2 separate regions of the Mus musculus genome follow, and region 1 is linked to region 2. A link is a contact called in public promoter capture Hi-C data. All regions are on one chromosome and are shown on one strand. The core of a region is the stretch at or near the end of the contact, and the rest is flanking DNA. Distances in the headings are between cores, read along the strand shown. Region 1 overlaps B3galnt2 (UDP-GalNAc:betaGlcNAc beta 1,3-galactosaminyltransferase, polypeptide 2). Region 2 overlaps Arid4b (AT rich interactive domain 4B (RBP1-like)).

Region 1 (5,110 bases), core at 1,307-3,806, 200 kb before region 2:
AGTCTGAATTCTTCTCAATTAAATATCCACCTTCCATTTCCAGTCTGGAAATGGTCCCTTTTTAGTTTTATTCCTACTTATCTACCCCAATTCCCTAATTATGTTCACACTAAGTTACTAGTCTGAATTCTTCTCAATTAAATATCCACCTTCCATTTCCAGTCTCTACTCCATGGGCTTCCGGATCCCTTGCATTTGGATAGATGCAGCGAGTGGGCACATGAGTTTTGTCCAGCTGCACAGGAGCTGAGGCAGAAGGCTCCTAGAACATGAAGGCTAGCTTTCACAGGGCAAGGCTCTGAAAGACAACCCTCCTTGTCTGTTTTACAAACTCTAGTAGTTGCTCAGTGAGATGAACTCTCCTAACTTCCTGGAGCCTCCAGTAGTTCTCCTAGCTTGGCTGTATTCTATGTCTGTGACAATAATGTTATTTTACCAATCATAGTTGGTAGTTGCTTGTGGCTGTGCTGACTTTCCGAGGAACAGCTTTCTCTCTCACATGGCTGAAGTACTAACTCCCTGGAGTATGTGTGACTAGGATTTCACATTTTTTTCCTTATCTTTGGAAACCTTATTTATTGGAAAGACTATCATATCTCTTTCTTCACTTCCCTTCTTGGGTGGGAAGTTCACAAGGGCACGTGTACAAGGGATATGTTTTCTTGGAGTCATACTCTGTAGATGGTCCGGTTAGTTTGCTGAAGGTAACATTATCTAACTGGGACTAGTTATTATTTTGGTAGAAGGCAGTTGAGTCTGAAATACCAGGACTGTATTTAGACAGCAATAGGAGCCTATCCCGAGCAGGTGGTTGTGGTGCATCTAAAATCCCAGCACTCAGAATTCCCAGTGTAGATGCCACTGTGAGGAGTTTGAGGAATGGGAAGTCAGGACTTAAGATTGGGGTGAGGGGGGGCACTAGCATTTCTAACAGAGATCTTTCCCAGGGAACCTTCAGTTTTCCTCCTCCTGCTCCTTACCTACCTCTCCCATTGTTTTTTGCCTCCCTTCTCTTTACTGTTGTCAAACCTCAGCAGAGCTGTTTTTAGATCTGCCTCCTCATAGCCCACATTACCACTTACCATCTGTTTTTCAGCATGCTTTGTGTAGGAAACCCTGGGGACACAAAAGAGGACTAGTGTAGGAGGGCACTAGTGGCACCAGCCACGTTTTAAATCAGTGTTTAATTATTTGACCTTATTTACTCAGCAGAGTCACCCACCAGTGATCTAAGCATCTTTGAAAACAAAAGCGTATTTCTGATTGGCAAATACTACGTTTCTGTTATACTGTTAAAAATAAACGACTAAGTTTGGTGGTGTGCACTTTTATTCTCATTTCTACAGAGGCAGAGGCAGGTGGATTTTATAAGTTTGAGGCCAGCTTGGTCTATATAGTTGGCTGATCCCCTTACAAATATGTACTTACAAACAGATGTGTTGTGCAGGGACTGACAGTCAGGGAACCTAGTTTTGCCTTGTTTGATGTCATCAAGAAAACTAGAGAAATGAAGTTCTTACAGAGGGTTGGTTGTTTATAATAATTGAAATGCTGGAAATTGGTTCCAAAGACAAATATGTTTGCACCTTATAAATCATGTTTTAACCCATAATATATTCAGTTTTTTTTTTTTTTACAAAGAAGCTTTGCGACCGTCTGTCTCACTTAGTATTTTGACTAACCTAGAATTCAGAGCTCTCGGATCTGCTTCCCACCACACCTGGCCCGTTTCATAACACATCACATTCAGTGTTCTAAGTGAGAGTTTCAGGTCTGATACCTGTCCCATGATGAGCTTTGTAACCAGGCACACGTGGGGCAGGGTACAGGTGACAGGTAGGCCTGGTAGCTGATGTGGAGAATGACTGGGAAGCCCTTGTTAGCATGCATATTCTAAGGTGGCCGTGGTGGCGCACGCCTTTAATCCCAGCACTTGGGAGGCAGAGGCAGGCAGATTTCTGAGTTCGAGGCCAGCCTGGTCTACAAAGTGAGTTCCAGGACAGCCAGAGAAACCCTGTTACGAAACAAACAAACAAACAAACAAACAAAAAAAAATGCATATTCTACTTCAGTCAGACTTTTCTGTTCATTCTTCTGTGATTCCAGTTGATGAAGTGAGGACCAAGTGCAGTCGATGGCCACAGTAATGGTGTTCTGTGTGTAGGGTAAGACACTGAAGGTGCACAGCTGTACAGGTGTAGTGTTGTGCCCTTCCATAGCTGCACGGACTTGCATATTTCTTTTTCTGTCAACAGGACTGTGGAATCCACCAGCTTCGATTTGCTGCTCAAGACAGATGACGACTGTTATATAGACTTAGAAGCTGTGTTTAATAGAATTGCTCAGAAGAATCTAGATGGGCCTAATTTTTGGTGGGGAAAGTAAGTGAAACATGGACCGCCAATACCTGATTAAGTGTGATTAATTTAGAATGAAATATGGAAGTTACTTTTACATAGATAAAGTTAAGAAAATTATTGATTATACTCTTCTGGGTTAATATGTTATCACTGTAATCTGAGGGAATTTTGTTTATTTTATTGAAAAATCTCAGGTTTATTAACCAGGAGTCAAAGATGTGGCTTTTGTTTTAGAAGCACACGGTCTCCTGCAACTGTTGTATCCTCTTTGCTTAGTTTGGTTTGGTTTCGGTTAGAATCATGTCTGACACATTTCCTCAGCCATTGCCTCTGCTGCTCAGGACCAGTGCCGGGTTGATGATTTGGTGGGTTTGGTTTCAGTTAAGTATGTCCTGAAACACAGGGTGGGCTTCTCTTAGTTTCCATTCAGAAACTGAGAGCTTATCTAATCTGTATAAACTACCATTGGGTAAATAATTCCTTTCCTTAGGCAGCAAGAATCTTTTTCCTGCTTCATCTCCTTGGTAGTGATGGAAGGCAGCTAGTAGAAGGATATGGCCAGCCATTACAGAGAAGCCACCATTGTAACGTCTCAGTTTCAGGTTGAATTGGGCAGTGGACAGAACCGGAAAATGGCAGGAGCTGGAATACCCGAGCCCGGCTTACCCTGCCTTTGCATGTGGGTCAGGGTATGTGATCTCCAAGGATATCGTTGACTGGCTGGCAGGCAACTCCAGAAGGTTAAAGACCTATCAGGTAACAAGGTCACTCATACAGTCCAGTGTCCTGAGATGTCCCTGAAGCAGAGCCAGCTTACCATGGCTGTCCTTTCTCTGTAGGAGTTACTCCCTAAAGATCAGGGACATTTACCTGACACTTCTCAGACTCTAGCCATGATAACTATTCTAATATTTTCTTTGAGCCTGCTTTCACTGTTTTTAATCTTTGTTTGGAAATGTATTCTGTGGAGGAATGTAAACATTTCTGTTCATAAAGAAGTGCTTTCTTTCTCCTGGCTTGGTTATAGAGTCAGGGACCAAGTATGTATGCCCAGTGTGTTGATGTAAGGTATGTGAGGAAAGGGCTTGATTGCTGTGTGCTTCCTGTCTCCCATCTCTGGCTCATCGTTACACATCTGGGTTGGCTAACTCTACATATCACTTTTTGTTACAAAAACATTAAGAAGTTGGCATTTGCTCCTGAGTAGGGTGAAGATGTCAGCATGGGCATTTGGATGGCAGCCATAGGACCTAAAAGACACCAGGTAAGCAGGTCTGGGATGCTGACCTCTGGGCTCTTGTAGGTGTGCAAGTGAACATCCAACCCTTGGCACCGGGGATAAAAGGCTTCTGGTGTCCCAGCTATGATTTTTAAATTGTGACCTCTCAACTTTTCTGACAGCAGACTTTACCTAGAATTTTATTTCTAAGGACCTAGTGGTGTGGAGGCAGGATGTGTGTGCAAAGACTAAAATGGAAGGTAGGAAAACGGGCTGGAAGGAACAAGATTTTTGCCTCATTTGTTGTATTCATTTCTTGATTCTTAACCTTCTTCTCTGGCTGTAGAAGGTACAGAAAACAGGACACGCACGCAGTGTCTGCCATTCAGAGCCACACGTCCACACTCACTCAGCAGGACCAGAATAAGCTCGAGTCCTGCTGCTACATCATACTCCGCCTTCTCAGCAAATCAGAGTCTTGTGACCTATAGTTTCTATAGGCTGTGTGTGGAGCTTGTTGTTATGTGAAGATCCTTACTGTGACCCCACTTAAATCGTCATACATAGGATATTTATTTTGTTTTGCCCTATGGGGCACTGTCATTTCTAAATAATTTACATTGCCTTCTGGAGCTGAAGAGCCTCTTGGACAGAGGGCTTTGTTCTCTTCCATGTACACAAGGCATAGTGCCCACTCTGCTGCCACTGGTGAGTCCCTCATTCTAGGCGTGCTTTTGAGAGACAGGGATCAGCAGCCTGTGTTCATCAGAAGCATGGTTTTAAAAGATTTTTAGATTTTTACTCAGGATCTGTGTTCTGAGATTCAATGTGTTTCTTCATATACATGTTCTGTTATTCCGTTGAGCAGTATAATACTTGGGACTTGCGTCAGGCATCTTGGACATGCCTGCTCTTACAGCATAGTGATGGGAGGAACTCAGCTTCACTCTCACAGCATTTGATACTTATTCAGATTTGGGTAGAGTACATTTAGGTGTCCTTCCTATCTATCTATCTATCTATCTATCTATCTATCTATCTATCTATCTATCTATCTCTCCTTCCTTCCTTCCTTCCTTCCTTCCTTCCTTCCTTCCTTCCTTCCTTCCTTCCTTCCTGATTCTGTCTTGTATTTCGTATTTGTTTCTCAACAGGACAGCCTGTGGCTGTGTGAGAAAACCTGTGAGACAGGAATGCTGTCTTCTCCTCAGTACTCACCAGAAGAGCTGAGCAAACTCTGGGAACTGAAGGAGCTGTGTGGGGATCCTTGTCAGTGTGAAGCAAAAGTACGATGATCCCCAAACCCCAGGGTCTGTAAGTGCAAGGAAAGCCGTGGCTGGTATACCGTGAGCTGTAAGCAGTAGGGTATTACTAGTGTTTGCACAGATCGTAATCAATCAACTCATACGGTATCATAAGTTTTTATTTATAAATTTAAAGATTATTTATACCAAATTATTTTACAAAAAATATTGCTAACTTTTGATCACTTATACTAATTAGCAACTCATTACCATTTTTGGTTAAATGG
Region 2 (5,871 bases), core at 3,061-5,560:
AGGAAAACAGAATTTCCGAGCAGTGGCAGTAATTCAGTGCTCAATACCCCACCTACCACACCAGAGTCGCCTTCTTCAGTCACTATAACAGAAGCTAGTCAGCAGCAGTCTTCTGTCACAGTGTCAGTGCCCCTGCCTCCAAACCAGGAAGAGGTTCGAAGCATTAAGAGTGAAACTGACAGCACAATTGAGGTGGACAGTGTTGTGGGGGAGCTCCAGGACCTCCAGTCGGAGGGGAATAGCTCACCAGCAGGCTTTGATGCGAGCGTGAGTTCCAGCAGTAGCAATCAGCCAGAACCAGATAACCCAGAAAAAGGTGAGGTGGAAAAGAACATGGTGACTATTTGTAGGATTTCCCCTCTCAAGGCCTTGATAGTCTCACTGTATCTCTTAATGTGAGGTGGTTGAGCTGTGTGCTTGTATGGACACAGTGAAAATGGACAGTAGAAAGATAATTGGAATATTGATAGTGGGATGGATTTTGGAAGCCTTTAATGTCTTTTTCTTGAACCATCTATGACCTTTCAAGTGGATTTTAGACCGCATGATATAACTTGCATCTAGGCCCTGAGTTTAAAACTGATGAAATACATTCCATACATTGATTGACTGGATCATATGAGCCACTTAACTGTATTTCTGTAGCACTGTGCTACAGTTCAGTTGAAATGTTCAATCACTCACAAACATTTTGATTTGTTGCGAGACTCCATCCACCCTTAACCAAATACTGTAAATAGGGGTTTGGAGCAACCAACTGTCCAGGCACTGCTTCCTTCAGACAACTGAGTCAAACTTGATTTACAAGCTTGGTTTATTTGTGTGAGTTTGTAAAGGAATTTGATGCTTTATTAGATGTATAACTTCCAAATTGAAGGGCCAGTATGTGTGTTAATAGTACTCTATCGTAATATTCTTGATTTTCCTGTGAAGGTTTTCAAAGTGGAGAATCAAACTAGGACTTTGTGAAAGTAATAGTGTCTTCTAAAGGTATCATAATTGTATTCTGCCATCATTTTTCTTATAAACGACTTTAATTAGGTGTTTCAAATTGGTGCACTCTAAGCTGACATTTGGGTTTGAAACACGCACATCCACTGTAAAGAGCACTGGAGGGTGTGTGTTTTGAGTCTCAGAGGATAGTGCAATAGTGAGAGTCTTAGTTGATGATATAGAGATATGGTAACCTATGCATCCTGTAATCCCAGCACTTGGGAGGTGGAAGGAGGCGGCTCCAGAGTTCAAGGCCAGTCTTGGCTACAAAATGAGTTCCTGCCCAGGGGTGCTGCATAGGGAGACCCTTTTCTTATTTAAAGAAATAAAGGGTACTAACTAAACCTTTAGTGAAAACAGAAGTTGGGGATGTACTGGTGCAGCTGCCATTGGGATTATCTCTATGTATCACACAATATCCTGGGGTTACAATACATAGTTGTGAAAAAGGCAATTTCAAAGGAAAAGAGTATAAGTTGGGCCTTCAGCAGTGTTGTATTAAATTCTCCCTCTTGAGAGATTATATCTTCTTCTTTGTCCTCAACACTAAAGAAAAATTAAAGTTATCCAGAAAGAGTTTGATACCTTTTCTACTGAGGCTCAGTCAGTGTTGCTCTTTTGAATATTAATCTTAATTAAATTAAAACTATGGGATTTGGGCTGAAAAGACGGTTCCTTGGTTAAAAGCACTTGTCACAAAGCCTGATGACTCAGATGTGATACCTAAAACACATTTGGTTGAAAGAATGAACCAAATCACGAACGTTGTCCTCTTACACACACATACAAATATTGAATTTTCTTTCTAAAGTGCTGTGGCTAGAGTGATGGCTTAGGGATTAAGAGTGCACACCACTTTTGCAGAGAACCAGAATTCAGTTCCCAGCACCCACATCAAGTGGTTCACAACATTCTGTAATTCCAATTCCAGGGGATTCAACACCATCTTCCGGCCTTCATGGGCACCTACCCAAGCTCATACCCACATATATAATTAAAAATAAAATAAATACTCTTTTAAGGGTATGGAACTTGAAGCCACCTGCTTTATCAAATCAAAGGACTATTCAATTTTTAAAAATTTATGCCTCAATAAACTCTTAGACATCTACCATATGGGCTCATTTTAATTATTTATTTATTTATTTATTTTTAAGATGTGTTTCAGAAATGTATTTATTCTGACTTTTGACTCACTTTTCTTTTAAGCATTAGTTTATAAAATACATAACAGAAGGAACTTGACGGTAATTAATTTATTTAGTAAAAAAAAATACAGATTTCATACAGTGAACAGCCTATTACATTTTTCAACCAAGAAAGCCATATTTTGTAACTATAGGTTAATTTTACCATTGATAACAGGAGCAGGAAGAAACAGTTTTGGTGCCACACCTGATGTCCTTTGATATGATGTGTTATGGTATTAGAAATTGGAAGCAAGTAGATATATCTGCCTCTTTTTTTAAAAGCTTATTTTTGGTAGTCTAAGATTGTGTATAATTCAAAAGATACAGAAGCATAACAAGGGCTAAAGACAACACTAATAGTATATAGAAATGCTACAGTTTAGAATAGTGATGAATTTGCAGCATCAGGGAATTTCTCATTGAAAATAAACACGAGCTAACACAGTTTAAGAAAGAATGATATGATGTTGGTTTATAATACCCTTTGCATGTCATTTCACACCAAAATGTCTTTTTTAGACCATGTTGCTGAGTTTGTAAGTTGTTTACATGTTAGTTAGCCAGTGCCCTAAAAGTAAATTCACATAAAACAATTAATGAGTTTCTATCAAAAATGTATCCAATTAATATGTTGCAAAGCACCGTGCTTTTAACCTGTAATTGCAGAACTAGGGAGGTGCAAACATAATCAGGAGTTGAAGGTAGTTGTCAGCTCTGTAGAGGTTAGAGGCCAGTCTAAGCTGTATGACATCCTTGCCCCCATATGTATCATTTAAAATTACATTACTCTGTTAACATATTAACTTGTAACAGAACCTTAACACTTAGTTTTATAGGACAGTCCTATGTTTGAGGTACTAGACCCATTAACTGCTGTGCTGACAGCATTTTCAGTCGTGCTTTTCCTGAGAAGAATGTACCTTGTTTTTCTGAAAGAAGCTCTTACATTTTCGGGTTGGCTGTCATTAATGACAGTTAGTTAAAAGTTGAGAAATAACTCATGTGATTATTTATCATAGAAGTGATGTGATCATGTGATTACATCTCATAGAAGTGTATAGTTTGAGAATACTTTCTTCTAAAATACTTAAGTCAACTAGGAAATGTCTGGCTGTGTCTTGTATTGCTGGACTGGATGTGTAGCTCAGTGGCAGAGCATTTGCCAAGCACCTGTGAAGCCCCGGCCTCAACCTCTATCCCTAGCAAAATAAAAGGGAGATTCTATTTTGTGTTTCTCATTACAGCCTGTACAGGTCAGAAAAGAGTGAAAGATACTCAGGGAGTAGGAAGTTCATCAAAAAAGCAGAAGAGAAGCCATAAAGCCACCGTGGTGAACAACAAAAAGAAGGGAAAAGGCAGTAAGTATAAAATTTGCTTTGAAGCTTCAAGATCCAAAAATAATAGTTGTCCTCCCCCACAAAGGTTATTTGATTATAGGATAATTCTACATTTTTTTCCACATAACCTTAAAAGTCACACAGGCTGGACAGTTGGTGCACACCTATAATGACATTGTTTGGGAGGTAGAGGCAGAAGAATCAGGAGTTCACGACCATTCTGGGCTACATAGCCAGTTCAAAGTCAGCCTGGATTAGATGTGACTGTCACAAACAATAAGCAGCCAAAAGTTACACAGGAGTTTTCTGATCATGGCTACAGCCTAGGATTGAGCAAATCGGTACTATAGGTATTGGTTGCTGGTGAGTGATCGTGTAGATATTATGACCCAGTTACCTTCATGTTCACAGTGTCTACATCTATGATTTGTGTTTTTGTTATAATGAAGTGGATTGCTTCATAATTTTTCAGAACAGCAGGCAAAGATAGTGTCATAGGCACAGTTCCAGTCTGTGACATTACATCTGCCTCCAAACCATACTACTTGACAGCAATCACCTATCTATCTCAGACTGGCAGGGACTATTCATTGGCCTGCAGAGACTATAATGCTTTGCTGCTTCTGAGGGCTGTGCATTTGATTATTTATTTATTTGTTTATTTTTTGTAGACAAAATAAGAAGTGGAAAATATGTAAAGAATTTTTTTTCAGGTGCCCCACACTGACCCCTGCTGCTCTTCCGAGACTCCTGCCACCTCCACTGCCTGACCTTTGCTAGCAGCGGCCTTGGCTGCACTGCAGTGCAGAAAAGGGTTACGCGGTCAGCTCCCCGAGCTTCTGCCGAGCCCATATGACTTCCAGGCGGTGAATATGGCATCCTTCGGGGCCCCGGGTGGCTGTGCTCAGCAAGGCCGTGTCAGGCAGGCTGAGGCAGGCCACAGCACATAAAGGGGCCAAGCCTTGGGTGGCTTAGTTAGGAGTTGCTATGGTTTCAGAGCGGCAGTGAGGACTGGAGAATTCAGTAAGACGTGTGTTTAGGACGCAGACGTTATTTACTTCAGGGGAGGAGGTGCACCTTTACAGTTTTGATCACTTTTGATACTTTCAGAGCCCCTACTTGGGCACTACTAAAGAATAATTCATCAATGTATGCCAAATTGGTTCTAGATTACTTGGTATAAGTAATAGAAGAGCTCAAATAGGTTTTTCTTACACTGTAATGCTTTTGTCTTTGTTACCATTTTAATGTCATTTCCAGAAAGGCTCATCTTCAAAGAGTCAATAAATAAGTTTGTCTAGTGGAGTTCATGGTAGTGTCCCACTTTGATTATCTGGCTTCCATCCTGGCAAATCAGGTCATTGACTATTCTCTGACCATTCTTAGTGTAATCTCTGCAACAGAATCTATCATGGTACTTTGTATCCAGAAAGAGGACATGTACAACTAAACAAGCCCTATTCCTGTCACAAGGCAAGTGGCCAGGGATAAGTTCATCCATTCTAGGACTGAAGCTTAATTAGTGATGGTGATGACTTATAGGAAACAAGCTATTGAGTGTAAAGAGGTTAAGGAATCTATTAGTGATGGTGATATGTACTACTGTGGCAGTGGAATTGCTACATGTTGCTGTGTACTAGAGTTGTGTAGATAATGAAGACGTTCCTACAAGGAATCCTTTATTCCAACAGAGTAAAAAGCTCTTTAGCTAGGTAAGAGCCTGTGACTGAGTGAAGCATCTGTGATATAGGTATGTGGGTGCATCAGCTACTGGCTCACTGTGTTTCATAGTAAAGCTAGCAGAATGGAAGGTCAGTGCAACGAGTTCATACCTATTGGCAATATAGGTGGGAAGACTTTGGCATTTGTTTCCCTTGGATGAGCTATGTCTGCATACGCATGTGCTTTTTCTAGGTTTTATTTTTCCAGTGCTGGGGGCTGAACCCAGGGACTTGGGCTTGCTAGGCAAGCATTACACAACTGAGCTAAATCTTCAACACCGATTTTCTAGGATTTCTAGGTAGATTGTTTACTGTAGTAGAAAAATCAAGTGGTATATTTAGAGTTATCCTCGTAAGTTGATGATAGTTTGACCAACTTTTGTTTACTGATGGTTTCTTTCTCTTTCAGCAAACAGTAGTGACAGTGAAGAACTCTCAGCTGGTGAAAGTGTGACTAAGACTCAGACAATCAAGTCAGTCCCCACCGGAATGAAGACCCACAACAGCAAGTCTCCAGCAAGGGTACAGTCTCCAGGAAAAGGTGGCAGGAATGGGGATAAAGACCCTGATCTCAAGGAGCCTAGTAACCGGCTTCCCAAGGTTTACAAGTGGAGTTTTCAGACGTGTAAG

What was found. Capture Hi-C pulls out chosen DNA fragments and counts their contacts.
Region 1: a promoter capture Hi-C map of liver shows a contact between it and region 2. The contact joins two enhancer-like sites. A contact is called at or near these places in 1 of 39 promoter capture datasets (the C10 cell line), 11 of 484 Hi-C or Micro-C datasets (the C10 cell line, CD4 T cells, the G1E-ER4 cell line and 6 more) and 3 of 9 other capture datasets (adipose tissue, liver and pancreatic islet).

The regions. Positions count from the first base shown.
Region 1 is chr13:13,992,160-13,997,269 of GRCm38.p6, forward strand. B3galnt2 (UDP-GalNAc:betaGlcNAc beta 1,3-galactosaminyltransferase, polypeptide 2) reads left to right here. Exons shown (of 12, transcript NM_178640.3): 9 at 2,256-2,381; 10 at 2,957-3,116; 11 at 3,568-3,624; 12 at 4,734-5,110. The coding sequence ends at 4,874. Among named protein-coding and RNA genes, the nearest start is that of B3galnt2, 40 kb to the left of the region's middle. Within about 2 kb of position 2,557, at least 14 of the 459 cell types and tissues checked have an H3K27ac peak or open chromatin away from gene starts, as enhancers often do. A contact at or near this core is called in liver, where this site is marked.
Region 2 is chr13:14,187,716-14,193,586 of GRCm38.p6, forward strand. It overlaps Arid4b (AT rich interactive domain 4B (RBP1-like)), which reads left to right. Exons shown (of 24, transcript NM_194262.2): 20 at 1-316; 21 at 3,428-3,541; 22 at 5,651-5,866. Among named protein-coding and RNA genes, the nearest start is that of Gm26129, 100 kb to the left of the region's middle. Within about 2 kb of position 4,311, at least 4 of the 459 cell types and tissues checked have an H3K27ac peak or open chromatin away from gene starts, as enhancers often do. A contact at or near this core is called in liver, where this site is marked.